Regions from separate parts of the Mus musculus genome. Here regions 1, 3 and 4 are each linked to region 2. A link is a contact called in public HiChIP or PLAC-seq and promoter capture Hi-C data. All regions are on one chromosome and are shown on one strand. The core of a region is the stretch at or near the end of the contact, and the rest is flanking DNA. Distances in the headings are between cores, read along the strand shown. Region 1 holds the start of E330032C10Rik (RIKEN cDNA E330032C10 gene). Region 2 holds the start of Galnt14 (polypeptide N-acetylgalactosaminyltransferase 14). Region 3 overlaps Capn13 (calpain 13). Region 4 overlaps Capn13 (calpain 13).

What was found. Promoter capture Hi-C pulls out the DNA fragments that hold promoters and counts their contacts. HiChIP or PLAC-seq counts read pairs in DNA pulled down with a chosen protein or histone mark.
Region 1: a contact with region 2 is called in a promoter capture Hi-C map of stem cell-derived epiblast-like cells, with 6 times the contacts expected there. The contact joins the promoter of E330032C10Rik here to the promoter of Galnt14 in region 2. A contact is called at or near these places in 14 of 39 promoter capture datasets (the C10 cell line, cranial neural crest, embryonic stem cells and 7 more).
Region 3: a contact with region 2 is called in a promoter capture Hi-C map of pre-B cells. The contact joins the enhancer-like site here to the promoter of Galnt14 in region 2. A contact is called at or near these places in 14 of 39 promoter capture datasets (the 3T3-L1 cell line, 3T3-L1-derived adipocytes, the C10 cell line and 9 more), 1 of 15 datasets of contacts at CTCF or cohesin (large pre-B cells), 7 of 115 datasets of contacts at active chromatin or transcription factors (embryonic basal ganglia, embryonic forebrain, embryonic hindbrain and 4 more) and 1 of 9 other capture datasets (liver).
Region 4: an H3K4me3 HiChIP or PLAC-seq map of neural tube shows a contact between it and region 2, with 4 times the contacts expected there. The contact joins the enhancer-like site here to the promoter of Galnt14 in region 2. A contact is called at or near these places in 17 of 39 promoter capture datasets (the 3T3-L1 cell line, 3T3-L1-derived adipocytes, the C10 cell line and 10 more), 1 of 15 datasets of contacts at CTCF or cohesin (the NIH/3T3 cell line), 2 of 484 Hi-C or Micro-C datasets (embryonic fibroblasts and nephron progenitors), 10 of 115 datasets of contacts at active chromatin or transcription factors (craniofacial prominence, embryonic basal ganglia, embryonic forebrain and 6 more) and 2 of 9 other capture datasets (adipose tissue and liver).

The regions. Positions count from the first base shown.
Region 1 is chr17:73,249,642-73,252,818 of GRCm38.p6, reverse strand. It overlaps E330032C10Rik (RIKEN cDNA E330032C10 gene), which reads right to left and starts at 1,833. Exons shown (of 4, transcript NR_167655.1): 1 at 117-1,833.
Region 2 is chr17:73,708,858-73,712,435 of GRCm38.p6, reverse strand. Galnt14 (polypeptide N-acetylgalactosaminyltransferase 14) reads left to right here and starts at 1,985. Exons shown (of 15, transcript NM_027864.2): 1 at 1,985-2,505. The coding sequence starts at 2,377.
Region 3 is chr17:73,359,220-73,362,615 of GRCm38.p6, reverse strand. It overlaps Capn13 (calpain 13), which reads left to right. Exons shown (of 23, transcript NM_001033444.2): 5 at 2,085-2,221. Among named protein-coding and RNA genes, the nearest start is that of Capn13, 38 kb to the left of the region's middle. Within about 2 kb of position 1,570, at least 36 of the 459 cell types and tissues checked have an H3K27ac peak or open chromatin away from gene starts, as enhancers often do. A contact at or near this core is called in pre-B cells, where this site is marked.
Region 4 is chr17:73,323,645-73,327,110 of GRCm38.p6, reverse strand. It overlaps Capn13 (calpain 13), which reads left to right. Exons shown (of 23, transcript NM_001033444.2): 16 at 579-636; 17 at 729-787; 18 at 2,274-2,342. Among named protein-coding and RNA genes, the nearest start is that of Capn13, 74 kb to the left of the region's middle. Within about 2 kb of position 1,485, at least 19 of the 459 cell types and tissues checked have an H3K27ac peak or open chromatin away from gene starts, as enhancers often do. A contact at or near this core is called in neural tube, where this site is marked.

The DNA.
Region 1 (3,177 bases), core at 584-3,083, 460 kb after region 2:
ATAAACTTAGCCCGTGATGGGCTCAAAATCGGAACAGACTTCTGGCAAGCAAGACACACGCTCGACCTGGCTGGAGGAAGTAGGTCGCTGGTGCATCTTTCGAGCCTGCATCTTACCTTTTCTGTTCTGACCTTCTCTCTGCTTCCTGGTCCGTGTGCTGAGCCGCATTGCTCCTTTAGAGATTCCTTTTGGTCCCTATCAGGGAGGCTCTCAGCCCAACAGTGGTTCCCCCGTGTGTCCTGCCATCTGGCCAGGTGCTGTCTGAGAAAACACTAGGACAATGTTTGCTCCTGTTCTCTCATAAATATCTGGTAGAGTTTTCTAGAGGTATCTCACATGAGATAATCAACAGATGGCGGAATTCCTCTTCTAGTAACACACACACACACACACACACACATACACACACAGAGTAAAACTGTTCTATGTCCCATACTCAGCTTTTGTTTGCTTCAGAAAATAGCTATCTCCACAAAATGGAATATTTATATTAACACATAATAGAGATTATATAAGTACTTAAAACATTTGTTGCAGTAGGTACTGATCGCACGTAATCTGTAACTATTTGAGGTCCTGAACAACTTTTTAGATAGTATAAACAGGTCTCTGACCATGAAAAAAAAAAAAAAGACTATTCTATGTTTTTATTTTCTTTTATAGAGTATTTTTGCTAGTGGTTTTTGAAGACAGAGCTGCACTTCTCCACCCCCACATCCTTCTCCTCTAGAAGCTGCTAGCAGATGAGGAGGTCTCCATCAATTGCCTCGCCCCCACAGAGCCCCATGTGGCCTCAAGAGCCTGTTCCCATCTCAGGCTTGGCTCAGTGCCGGGAAAGCAGGCTCATCCCTGACCTGACACACCAGTAAACACAGGAGGACTTCCCGGAACACACGGGCAGGCAACGCTCTTCACACATCAGAAAAATGAGGCTATCGAAAATGAATTTGACTCGTTTATACATCTTTTTAAGGCATCAGGCATGTAAAATAGCTAATCTGCTTTGAATGGGGCTGTAATAAAAGTGTCATTGTCAAGCTGTCCCCAGAGATCAGGGGACAGCAGATTCCTTTCAACCAGGAGACATAGCTGCTCTCCTGCATCCATCCCACTGTGGTTAGAAAGAACTGGTTTGTGTTGGTCAGTCCAGAGGTATCTTAGCCCCTGGCATGAGAAGCTAATGATAAAACAAGATCTTATATGGGGGCTGGTTTGTTCCTTTGTCTTTTGTTTTTTATTTTTAGCCTGAATGAGGTAGAGGGGATGGTGTGTCTAGGGCACTATCCTATCTCACAGAGAAATCAGATCCAGTCTCTGCCCTCGGGTCTTGTGATACTGCAGGGCTGCACCCAGGACAGGCCTGGAGCAGAGGAGCCACGGCCCCGCAGGACTTCTCAAAGGCCAGCCAGCCACAAGCTGGGGAAACACTCCTCTATTCTCCCACCTGATGAGTAAGAATTATGTGGAGTGTGGGCAGGGCGTGGGCGGAGCCTGGGGGAACCTGGGCGGAGCCTGGGTGGGGTAGACTCTGTTTTCTAAACATCCCAAGTGATGGCCATATAGTACAGAGGAGCTTAGGCTCTCAATTCCAGATGAGGCTTTCCCAGGTCTCCCATAGCAGCCCCCACAGACATTTTATAAACCACGAGGCTCAGTGGAAAAGGGAAACGGACAGTCTTTGTTGAAATACTATTAAAACTTTGAGAAGATAATCACCACACAGAACCCAATATCCTGATGATTACCCAAGTTTCCTCCCACACAGCCTGTCCTTGGTCTTCGGCCAGTTTCCACAGCAGCCTCTTCATCCTGGTGGCTCTGCTAAGTAAGCCCTCAGGAGGCTTCCCCCAGGTGGCTGATAGAGGGGGCTTAGACAACCTGGGAAAGAATGAAGTCATCTCCAGGCAGGGGAGGGGCCAGAGGGAGGGCCTTCTCAGCTCTTTTCAAGCTCCTTTCCTATTCACAATGAGCTTGTGTTTCCTCAAAGCCTGGTTGGGGGGTTAGTCAGTGCTGTCTCCTGGCAGCAGAGCCAACCCCTCATTTGCCTCTGTTCACCATGGTCTTAGTTAGGGTTTCCACTGCTGTGAAGAGACTTCAAGGCAGCAACATGACAGCATCCAGGCAGGCATGGTTGAAGAGGAACTGAGAGTTCTACATCTTCATCTGAAGGCAGATAACAGAAGACTGACTTCCAGGAAGCTAGGAGAAAGTTCTCTCAAAGCCCACCCCCACAGTGACACTCTTTCTCCAACAAAGCGACACCTCCTAACAGTGTCATTCCCTGGGCCAAACATATTAAAAGCACCATAACCATCAGCAATCGCCCACTGCTATCCCTGGCTCATCACCTGTACCCAATAGGAGCTGACCAGGGGGACCGAGTCTACCCTCCAGTCCCTGACAATGACTGCTCAGGAAAGGCACTTCCTGTGGTAATTTCAGTCTTGCAGAATGAAGGAGACGAAAAATAGATTCTCTCTCCGGCCAACCCCTGGGACAAAATGTCAGTGAAAGATGCATCAATGCCCTGGTTGTCAGTAAAGAGAGCCATGACTGGCCACAGGAGACTCGAATGCTCATCTGTCGCTTGAGGGTGTTTTCTGGAAATGGTGCTGTCCACGATACTCTGGGCAGTGAGGAGATAGCCGCCTTGTGGTGTCTGAGTTGATGGCTTGTGCTCAGCGGCTGGGGACACAGGGCCATCAGCCCTGCCTACACACAAGCTTTGGCATCAGGGTTTGTCAAGCCTTGGCACTGGGTTCTACCCCTGATTTACTGTCTCCACCTCTGTCCAGCTAGCTTTATACCCTGGAAGGTGGCACACCATAGTCAGTGGTTTGGGGTTTTTTGTTCTTTTGGGTTTGTGCTTGTTTGTTTCTGTTTCTGAACGGAGTGAACATAAGGGTGCGAAGGGCCAAGACCTCAGCATGCCAGCTTCCTCCTGTTGTATGCCTACGCCCCACATCTAGTAAAGCTCAAACTATTCACAAGTAAAGTCAACTTGCACATTACCTATTGCTTCTAGAACCTCCAAGGCCAAATGCTCACTTTATACACAAGGAGCCAGAGGCCCAAGTTTCAATTCTGATGGTTAACAGCAGCAGACTGGATCCTAATTAGAGTCTGCTGCAGAGCTTGAAAACCCCTGGGGTCCAGACTATCCACCTGAGCCATTAG
Region 2 (3,578 bases), core at 736-3,235:
TCGGTTAATTGCACTTAGCAAAATCGGAGCCTTTAGAAATCTTTCAAGGCCCAGGGACTCTTCCCCATGTGAGAGGAGGACAAAATAGTGATTCAAGAGCAAGAGCTTTAGAAGAATATCTTTGTTCTTCCCAGTGTTACGTACTCTCCCGCGGAGCTGTTTCACCCCAGGGCCTTGGTTTCCCCGTATGCCAGTCTGAGTGAAGCAGGCGTGTGAGGCTGCACCATCTCAGGAGCTTGGCGGTGGTGTTGTGTAACTGTCTGCCATCTGTTACTCAGAAACAGCCCCACAAAGCGCTGAGCAATGGACTCCGCTGCTGCAGCTCCTGCCTGGCGCTCATCAGCGAGTCTACAGCTTGCTCGGGAGGTTCTCGGCAGAGCTGACACAGAACACTTTGCAGGCCCAGGACTGGGACTCTAGGGTGAGGCTCTTGGAAGAGATCCAGAGAGCTCAGAAAGCTGCGGGAGTAGGTGCTCTTGCCACTCGCCAATGCTCCTTGGACAGTTATTCACCGAGGCCTTTGCCTGCTTAAACAACATCTGGAGAGAGTGGACCCAACCTTTCAGAGGCTACGGGTCCAATAGAGACAAGTGTGAGATGCCAGCAGGGCTCTGGGGGCTGACAAGCCTTTTCTGGCTGATTGATTTCCAACCTCAAATTTCTTACCTACATCTCCGCTCCAGAGCCTTTGCCTTATGGCCGAAAGACAAGGTATCAAACACCGGAGCTGTTGGGGGGTGGGGGACACCTCTGTTTCTGAGCAAGTGTCTGGAGGGCTCCATGGCACTGGAGGAGGAATTCTGGAGAACTGACTGGTACCTTTCTCACCTGCAGTCGAGTGTGGGTGCTACCCCTATACTAAGCTCCAGTCTGTGAGTGAAGACAGCAGGGAGCATGCCGCTGGGCCACTCGGTGTCATTCTCACTTGGAGAAACTTGGAGCATCCCTGTAACTAAAACAAGGACTCCAGTGGCCAGGGCTCTGCAGACTTCGCAAAAACTTCCACCTTTTCTCTCTGAACTCTGAGGTAACGCAGCATTCACATCTGAAGATGAGGCACAGTCTTAAGACTTAAGGAAGGGAGAGGCTGACGCTGTGATTTGCCCTGTTGGTTGGGTAGGCTAGGCTAGAAACCACACCTCCCTATTCTAGAGATATGGTTAGAAATTCATCCAGCCCACCTGAGGCCTGTATGGAAACTGGAGTCAGAACTGTTCCTGTCTCTAAATCCAAGTGACTTTAGTCTGTAGCTGGAAGATGTATTCCTTAAAGGCAACTGGGAAAGGGATTTGGGGAGCTACTCCCACACACCCCAGGGCCACCTTTCACAAAACTTCCGGTGGTTGTGCTAACATTAGACCCTTTTTTTCTGGCAAGCCCCAGAAAAAGGGCTTATTTTTACAAGGAGAAAAAAAAAATCCTCAGGGATTTACTTTTGCCTTAATTTTTAAAAGGACATCTTTCGAGTTAAATTTAGACCAGCTCAGTTTTCCATTAAGAGAAAGTTGCCAGGCACCTACCTGCTCAAAGGCAAAGAATACCCTGGGGAGATGGCTGAACTCGACCTTGGCCCTGAAATGGTCAAGTCTGAACTTGAGACAACATCTGGGTCAACCAACCCTACTATCCCAGTGATGGCTCCCGGCTAGCGAACCCTCCTGTGAGCACCATGTGCAGAGCCCCGCAGCAAACAGAAACTCCTCCCCGGTAGTGCCTCACCTGGCGCGGGCTAGTCCTTAAGTATCAGCTTGCTTGATACAAGTCAGTATCCTATAACCGGTCCCCGCCCAACCCCTCCCAGCACAACCCTAGCCCAGGATGGTCCCAGAGCTGCATCCAAGGTCCCTCAACCGCAGGGTGCTCCACGGTCGGCGGGAGGCGGTAGCGCCCCCGCTCAGAGCCCGGTTCGCTCCCGCCCCGCTCTCCCTCGGAGTCAGTCTGTCTGTCGGGCCCGCCCTCCCTCCGCGCTCCCTCCTCCTCGTGCTCCTCCGGGGGTGCCGGGCACAGCCTCGGATTCCACCTTCCCGGCTGCTCGAGTCAGTTTCCCTCGCGGCAGCAGCGGGCAAAGGCAGCCGCGGCGCACAGCAGCATCGCAGCGGCCGCCGCGGCTCTCCGTTTGGAGCGGGCGCCGGGCTGAGCTGCCCCTCGTCCCTGCCCGGCCGCGTCTCTAGTCTCCGGCGCCCCTCGCCGCTCCGTTCCCGGCTGTGGCTTCTCTCCGAAGCGGGCGGGGCAGGATCCCGCCATCCAACATCGGGATCCCAGGAGCAGCGTTTCTCCTAGAGCGAGGCGCTCGGCAGACTCGTGCCCCGCCACCCCTGACCGCCGGGGGGTGCCCCAGGGACGCGTCGCCACCAAGAGAAGCAGGCAGAGGGGACCATGCGGCGGCTGACTCGCCGCTTGGCGCTGCCCATCTTTGGGGTGCTCTGGATCACCGTACTGCTGTTCTTCTGGGTCACCAAGAGGAAGTTGGAGGTGCCGCTGGGACCCGAAGTGCAGACCCCCAAGGTATGCCGTTTCGTGGCGCACAGGGCACAGGGCACCGGGCACTGGCAGGTGGAAGGGTGCGTGGTCCACGCACTGGGATTGAGGGTTCAAATGCAGGGGTGTCGAGGTGCTGCGATGGGGAACAGGCGCGGGATGCGGCCATGGGGAGGTGCTTGTGGAATTTAAGAAGCTTGGGGCGTCTCCATATCTTTGGCGTGTGTAAGTGGCAGTGGGCGTGGGTGGTGGGCGCGCGCTCGCAGACAGAGCCGGGCTCCCAACTTAACTAGCAGTCCGGTGGCCAAGGGGGCGCTGCGGACTAGCTACTTTGGGACTGGCGGTCGGTGGGTGCCGCTGGAGGGTCACTGGAGGTTGCTGGGTGAGCGATGCTGGCACCCATGAGAAGTCTGGTGGATTTGCGGACTCCTTCCCTTTGCTGCCAGGCCCCAGAGGAGGAGACGATGACCCGGGTGCTGTGCGCACGTGAACAGCACTAGCGACCCCCCTGGAGGCCTCCCAGCCTTCCCTACCCACCTGGCCTGGCCTGGTGCCACCGGCTCTGTGAACTGTTCCCCAGTTCATTTGCTGCGTTGGAAGTTGAATGCGCTCAGGACAGCACGGAGGAGCCCATAAGAACAGAAACCTTCCTACTGGCAGGGAGTTGTGGAAATGGGAATCCAAGTGGCTTTCCCAACTCTTGTCCAGTCGGTGCAGCCCAGAGGAGTGGAAGGTTCCCCCTACTGGCTCTCTCTTGAGATTCAGAGCCCCTGTCTTTCTTTTCCACAGCCTTGACCAGGGGAAACAGAGCGAGGCTTCTGGGGATTTGCTGGCAGCTAAGCAACCTTTATGAGCCCAGGGCAATCTCTAGGAGTGGGAAAAGACCTTGGAGGAGCCTGTAGTCGGAAAGAGGAAGACATGAACATCTCTGTGTTAAGTAGGAGTGGATCTCACCGATAAGTACAGTAGGGAGGGCCTACTGTGTGCTAAGTGCATAGTTGGTGTTTTCTTCATAAGGAGTTGTTTAATATTGTTCTTATTTCATAGATGGGGAAACAGGCCAAGAGTCTTTAATTAACTCGTCTTAGATCGTTCTGGGT
Region 3 (3,396 bases), core at 321-2,820, 350 kb after region 2:
CCTCCACATACATACTGTGCTACACACACACACACACACACACACACACACACACACACACACACACACACACAATGTAGTAAAAGCTCCCTAGTATCTACGGACCTCTGTAGGTCTCTTCTTAATACTGTGAACTTAGACTCCACTTCTAGAAAACACACAGTGCCCATGCACCTAGGATGCTTTGCCCAGAAAAATTCTTTCCATGTCAAGCACACCTGCATGGTTTTTGAAGGGTTTAAGTACTATCCATATGTCTATCTTCTTCACCCAGGAAACACAGGCCATGGCTACATTCCTGACCATCAGTCAGCTTACTTTTTTGTCTATATTGAATATTATTTATGCACATATATCAATACTTTATAAAATACACACACACACACACACACACACACACACACACACCTGGCAACAGTCATTCTATCCGGTGTTCTTGCATAGAAAAAGCATGTTTGATCAGTCCTAGTAATGAGAGAAGAATGAGATGATCATGATTCCTAAGATAAAACTGGCCAAAACCGGCCCCCTTGTCCCAGAGCACCCTTGTTTGTTTATCATGACGCCTTTCTGGGTGCTAAACAGAACAGTCATAAAAGTTGATAAGTCACAGTTCCTCAGAATCACACTGTCCCTCTCAGTCTCATTTGATCTCAACCTTAGCCTTCTAGGTAATTCTTTTATCTTACCATTTGACAAATGGGAACTGACTCAAGATAAAGTAAGTGTGTTGCCTAGTAACTGTTATTAAATAATAAGAGGCAAAAACCAAACACCAGGCACCATTCTACCAACTGGACAGTATCCACTCTATCTATACACAAGTAGTCCAAAGTTGAATGAATGGCCTTCTTGAGTACCCTTTGGGACTATAATTAACTTTCCTTAATGACCCTCAATAGCATCCCTATTTTCCGAACTTTATTCCAACACAGCTTACTGGTTGCTTCAGGAGGACCATTCATCCAGTTGTATCACAGCCAGTTGTAGTACCCTGGCTTGTTAAAGACCATGAAAACATCTTTTCCTTGTTTCCACTGACATCTCAGTCTCTGTCTCCATCCCTGCTCTGTTATCGTGTCCTCCGGTGTGTACGACCATCCTGAGTCATCCAGCTTTGCAAAGGGTGGTGTGGGTGAACACTCACATCCACCCACTTTAGCAAGCTCCCCTGGGAGAGACATACCCTCATCCAATTCAGCCCTACACTGCAAGTCCTGATGCTCCATCCAGTCCAATGGAAACCAACAAAGACACTTAGAAGGCTGGCTTTGTAATGAATGTTCCTCATTTGCTGATGTCCCCGGGTGAACCGCTTAGAGTTGAATACTAAAGATGAAAGTGGTCTGCTTTGGAGAGGAACATCTGGCACATTTATGCTCTTAGCAGTAAGAGCGCTGGGCACTTTCACTTCTCTCTTACAATAGCAAGGCCAGTGTGACACGAGGACAGAAAGGTCAGAGTTAGGCTGTCACTGTTCAGTCCTCCTGAGCCAGCCACAGAGTTCTGCCTCCAGGCCTTCCGCCCATTCTGTCTTCATTATTTGAGGTGCATTTGCAATATGCCTGTCATGCTTCCTTCCCAGAGCCCTGAGCTCTGGGTCAGCTGTCCTGCCTTGTCACAGCCCTGTACCTGCCACTCCTCTTGTTATTTAACATATGTTCCCCCTGCTGCCCTGTGTGTGCAAAAAAAGATCTGGAGTCTCCTGTGTCTGTTTGAAGCTCACAAAGGATATGTCAAAATAAAGCTACAGTTAATTGCAAAGTACACCCCACGCATCCTTCTTCCCTGCCTGGATTTCCCTGAGCTGCTTGCCCTTTTCTTTCTTGATTTGTACCACACTAGTTTTTCCTTTTGCCCTTGGAGATGACATACATATGCCCTTTGGGCTGGGTTTTGCTCTGGATGGAGTTTGTTGCTGGGTGATAGAAGCTGTGTTCCAACAATATTTTGGCCTTGGTCGGAAAGATGCAGAAGCCCCTTACTGAGCTCCTGTGTCTGAGGGGGGAAGATATCCCAGGGGCAGGGCAATGCTGAGACACAGGAGCTCAGGGACCTCACACATATCCTCGTCTTTCTTCCAGTTCTGGCAGTGTGGCCAGTGGGTGGAAGTAGTGATAGATGACCAATTGCCCGTCATAGGCGATAACTTCCTTTTTGTGCATCCTCGAGGAGGCAACAAGGAATTTTGGCCCTGCCTGATGGAGAAAGCCTATGCCAAGTAAGTGTGGGCAAGTGTCTGCCCTGTTTCAATGTTGGCTCACCTGCCCTGTGTCTTGCCCTTACAGATGCTTCCTGCCCCCTGGCCCTGCAGCTTGAATATCTTTTATCAATGCAATTAATGTCCTGAAGGTGGAGGGGGGTGGCCCACACCTTTGATCCCAGCATTGGGAAACTGAATGGGGCATATCTTTGAAGCCAACTTGGTCTACAAAGTGATACCCAGGCCAGCCATGGCTACCTAGTGAAACCTTGTATCAAAACAAATAAATAAACAATGTCCATTTGAGCATTAAAGCTTTTGTTACAAAGCGAAACAATTTCGTAAGTGATTGCCAAATGCAAGGTTTGGTCCTGAGGCTGTGAGGAGGGACACACAGACACAGAGTTAGGTGTGGAATCGGTAGCCCCAAGCTCATGTAACATAGATGATAGACAGATATAAGAATCCAGATGAAATATGGCATTTGAACTAGAATGGTTCCAGCATCCTCCCATGGGTATTAGAAACCGCAATGCTCAACATCCTTCCATAAAATAGAATAGTATTTGCATATAAACTATATAATCCTATATGCCCTAAATCATCTACATATATATTATATATAATATCTAACATGATGTAAACCCTATGCAAAAAGTTGTAATACTATATTGTTTAGGAAATGATGACAAGGGATCTTTGTTTCATGCTCCGTACTGATGAAATTGGTTTCCAACATTTTCAATTCATGGTTGATTTAATAGTGGGTACAAATGTTTCAGAGTCAAAGGACTGACTATAATCCTGCTCGTAGCCTGATGGGGGAAGTGATCCTGACTCCCTGGCTCACAGAGAGACAAGCTGAGGTTGCTGAAAGAGTGATTGACATTAGAGTGGGGATGAAAGCACAGGTAGGACTCTACAGTGAGGGAAGAGTTATGGGTAGGGCCAGTGAAAAGCAGACAGATAAAAACTTTGGAGAAACACTTCAAGCTGTGGTCCAGGAACTAAGGGCTGTGTGTGGCTGCTATGAGATTAGGTTGGGGGATGGTATATGAGCAGCACTTTTTCCTTCTCTTAGGGTCCACACAGGATGTTCAGGGACAAGCTCAGAATTTGCGGGTACCTCAGATCACATGTTTTCCTTGGGCTTCAAGGGTTGCTTATTCAGCAGATGCCCACTGAACATTTTG
Region 4 (3,466 bases), core at 236-2,735, 380 kb after region 2:
CAGACCTAGAAAATGTCCTCTTTATCCATAACTGTAGTTCTGTTTTTAATCTAAGGGAAGTTATGACACCCTCCTTTTTCCCTCAGTACCTGAAAGACTAAGTATTATCTTCCCCGACAGCAGCTTCTAGTAGCCTAGATTTTGAGTACGGTTAGCTCCAGTTGTCACACACATACGTATACAAAGTCATCACACATCTCATGGTCTTTCTGAAAGTGGAGAATACACCTAAAGGGCTGCACTGGTCATCCTGCTATGGTCCTCCTGATGGGGACCCTCAGTGTCAGCCATAAAGATAAAGGGAACAAGAAACACTTGTCCCATAATAAATGGAGGGAGACAGTATGAGGAGCTCACGCCAGCATCCCAGTGTCAGGATCAACCATTATGATGGATATTCAAGGAGGGAGTTATCAACATAGCCAGAACCCAGGGCAGGCCCAGGACAAAGAACAGGTAGACGTGCTATGGAAAGGAAGGGCTCAGAAGTCAGAGAGCTGTTACAGACTTTTGGAGATGTGTTCCTTGGTTACTGACTCCCATCTCACAACCCATTTTTCTCCTGCGTTTTGAACCAGGGGCTGGACATTGATGCCACCCAACTTCAGAGCCTTCTCAATCAGGAGTTCCTAACAGGTACATCAGCTCGAAGGCCTGCTGCCCGCCGCGCCCCCCGCCCCTTATCCCCATGTGTCCTCCCTCAGTGACATGTCAGTCTTCTTCCTCAGGGCCTCCAGGGGACACTTTCTCCTTGGACCAGTGCCAAAGCATCATGGCCCTGATGGATGTATCCTTTGCAATCAATCCCCTCCTCCTGCAGCCCGAGGAACCCACCTCCCCCTGTGGGCTTGCCTGGGATTCTAATTACATACCAGCTCCCTCTGAACCTAGCTTATCATCACAGCCATAGCAGTAGTCACTACTGACTGGGTATCACAAGGAAGTGCATTTGTAATGCTTGCAACAGCCCTTGAGATGCAACAGCTATTATCCCGCTGAACAACAGAAGACACAGGGGCCGCAGAGGTTAACTATGTTCACCTATCTAACACAGCTGGTTGGAGGTTATGCATGGATTTGAAATAGACGTTGAAGCATCCAAGTCCCGTGTTCGAACCTCAGCCGATGCTACCTTCTGCAGTCAGAGCTATTTTCCCTTCGCCCTTTCCTCCAACACTGGAGCAGGCTTCACTGCTTGGATTCCTTACTCAAAAGGCTCCTAATTGAAAAAGATAAGTATCCAAACCTCACAAACCTTCTTGTTCTGCAGAGCACAGTAGTGGAACTCTTTATGGCTCACGTGGCTGTTTTGTCCCTGTAGACAATGATCTTGGTCTAGCTTCATGGCCGTGAGGAGCACAGGACCAAGAACCAAACTTTAACTGTGTTTATTCTCGTCCCAACACCCTCTCCAAGAACCCTTCCTCCTGTACTGACCCCCCTCCCCAGACAGGAGAAACACTGGCCATGTAGGAGGGATCCCAAACCTGGCAGCTCCTCCCCAGGCTGTAGCTGTCTCCAGAGAGAGACAGATCACCCCCCTTTCACATGGTTAACAAGGCTCGATTGTGAATTCGAAGCCAGCCATTGTCGAACAAGAAGGCTTCTTGATGGAATCATAAATCAGCCCTGTCTCGGCTGGCTGTGGTCTGGAGTCACTGGAGACACACAGAAGAATCCAAATGGCCCTTGCAGCCCTGTGGCCGGGCACCCAACTGCGGGAGGAGGAGAAAGGGGTAGAAAAGACCTGTGCATTGTACTGAGAGACTGCAAATAGAGCCTCCCCTGGGGTCCAGGGCTAGGGTAGTATGGTAGCTCTCAGAGTTCAATTATTTTTTCCCTGCATTAGTTGCCTGTCAAAAGGGGTGGCCGGGAAGCATTTATAAACAGGAAGCAATCCAGCGACACAGGGCCCAGGGATGCCACATTTACCTATCCACACTATTTCTGTATTTGCATATTCCTCCTCCCCACTCCTGCCAGGGAGCCCAGCCAAATGGTGGTTGGGGCCCCTCTCTCTATCTCTTCTGCTAGATATAACTGAAATTGATGCCTCGCTCTCAGAGATCTTTCCTTCTAACAATACATTTTATTTTGGAAAACAAATCTAAACCAGGTCACCTTCAGATAGAGTGGGAGCCAGCTGGCAAGGGGCCAGCGTGGCGCTGGGTTACTAGCTGAAGGATGGAGTGGCTCTGGCTTCATTAGCAGGACAAACAGCTCCCCTTCCCCACTGCCACCCTGGAGAGCTTAGCCCTTAACACCCCCTCCAGCTGAAAGTGAATGGGCGGCTAGATCAGGAAGAGTTTGCAAGACTCCGAAGTCGCCTTATCCACTGCCAGGTATGGTCACATTGTCTGTGGCATGACTAACTTATTTAACCCGGGTGAGCAAGTGTTTATTCGGTGTCCCACACTGGGGTATGAAAGGATGGGAAATGTCACCCCATCCTCAAAGTCACCTCATATTTGGCTTAGAGAGACATACAGACCACCGGGCCTGAAGTACCGGAGTGGCGGGACCAAGAATGTTCTATGAAGCTGGGGAAAGAGGTTACTTTGGACGGTGTCTAGAACTGCCATGCTATAGATGGAAACACTCATTAGTCTGAACCCATGTCTTTCTATATCGATGCTTCTCTGGGAGGATCTACCAAAACAAACCCAGTTGGCTTATGGCCTGGGTATGGCCTTCATTGTCCTCAGGACAAAGTCTAACACCTCAAAGCAGCGCACAGACCTCCTGAGTTAAGACTCTATTTTTAAGTCTAGAAGAGGCCATTTGTACTCATTCTACTTCCTCTGAAACACAACTCTAAGATGCCTCGCTGTCCCCTATAAATGCCAAGCCTTTGTTCCTCTGCCCCCCTCTCCCTCTCCCATCTGCATGCCCCAAGCCTGGTCATTGCTCATCCATCCTAAGGATGAAGGCAGCTTCAGGCATGCCTTCCCTGCCAAGTCTTTCTTGCCAGAGTCCCTATGACCTGATTATTGTTGATTCTGACTCCTCAGTCACCTTCTGAGACACCTTCTGGCAGACACCTGTAGGGCAAGCCACGTTGTTTGCTTTAATATTTTGCACTTAAAAAGAACTTTTCCTTATTTTAAAAGTGATGTCTACTGACAGTAGAAAACATAGGTGAGGAAAAAAAATAAACGCAGGAAAGAAAACATTAGCTTGCCAAAGGGGAAGTATTAAGACCCAGTTAATGGGTTCCAGAATGTATTCTGTAATAGGCATGTTTATACAAACTAAATAAAAGTATAATCCAGCCAGGCATGATGACACACATCTGTAACCCTAGAAATTAGGAAGCTGAGGTGGGAAGATTATGAGTTTAAAGCCAGCTTTGGCTTCATAGAGGAAACCCTATGTTAAATGAATGAGTTCATAAGTAAATAACGTAATCAGTCAGTCAGTCGTATATACACGTATACACAACTCTTTAAAAAGATAAATAGCACCA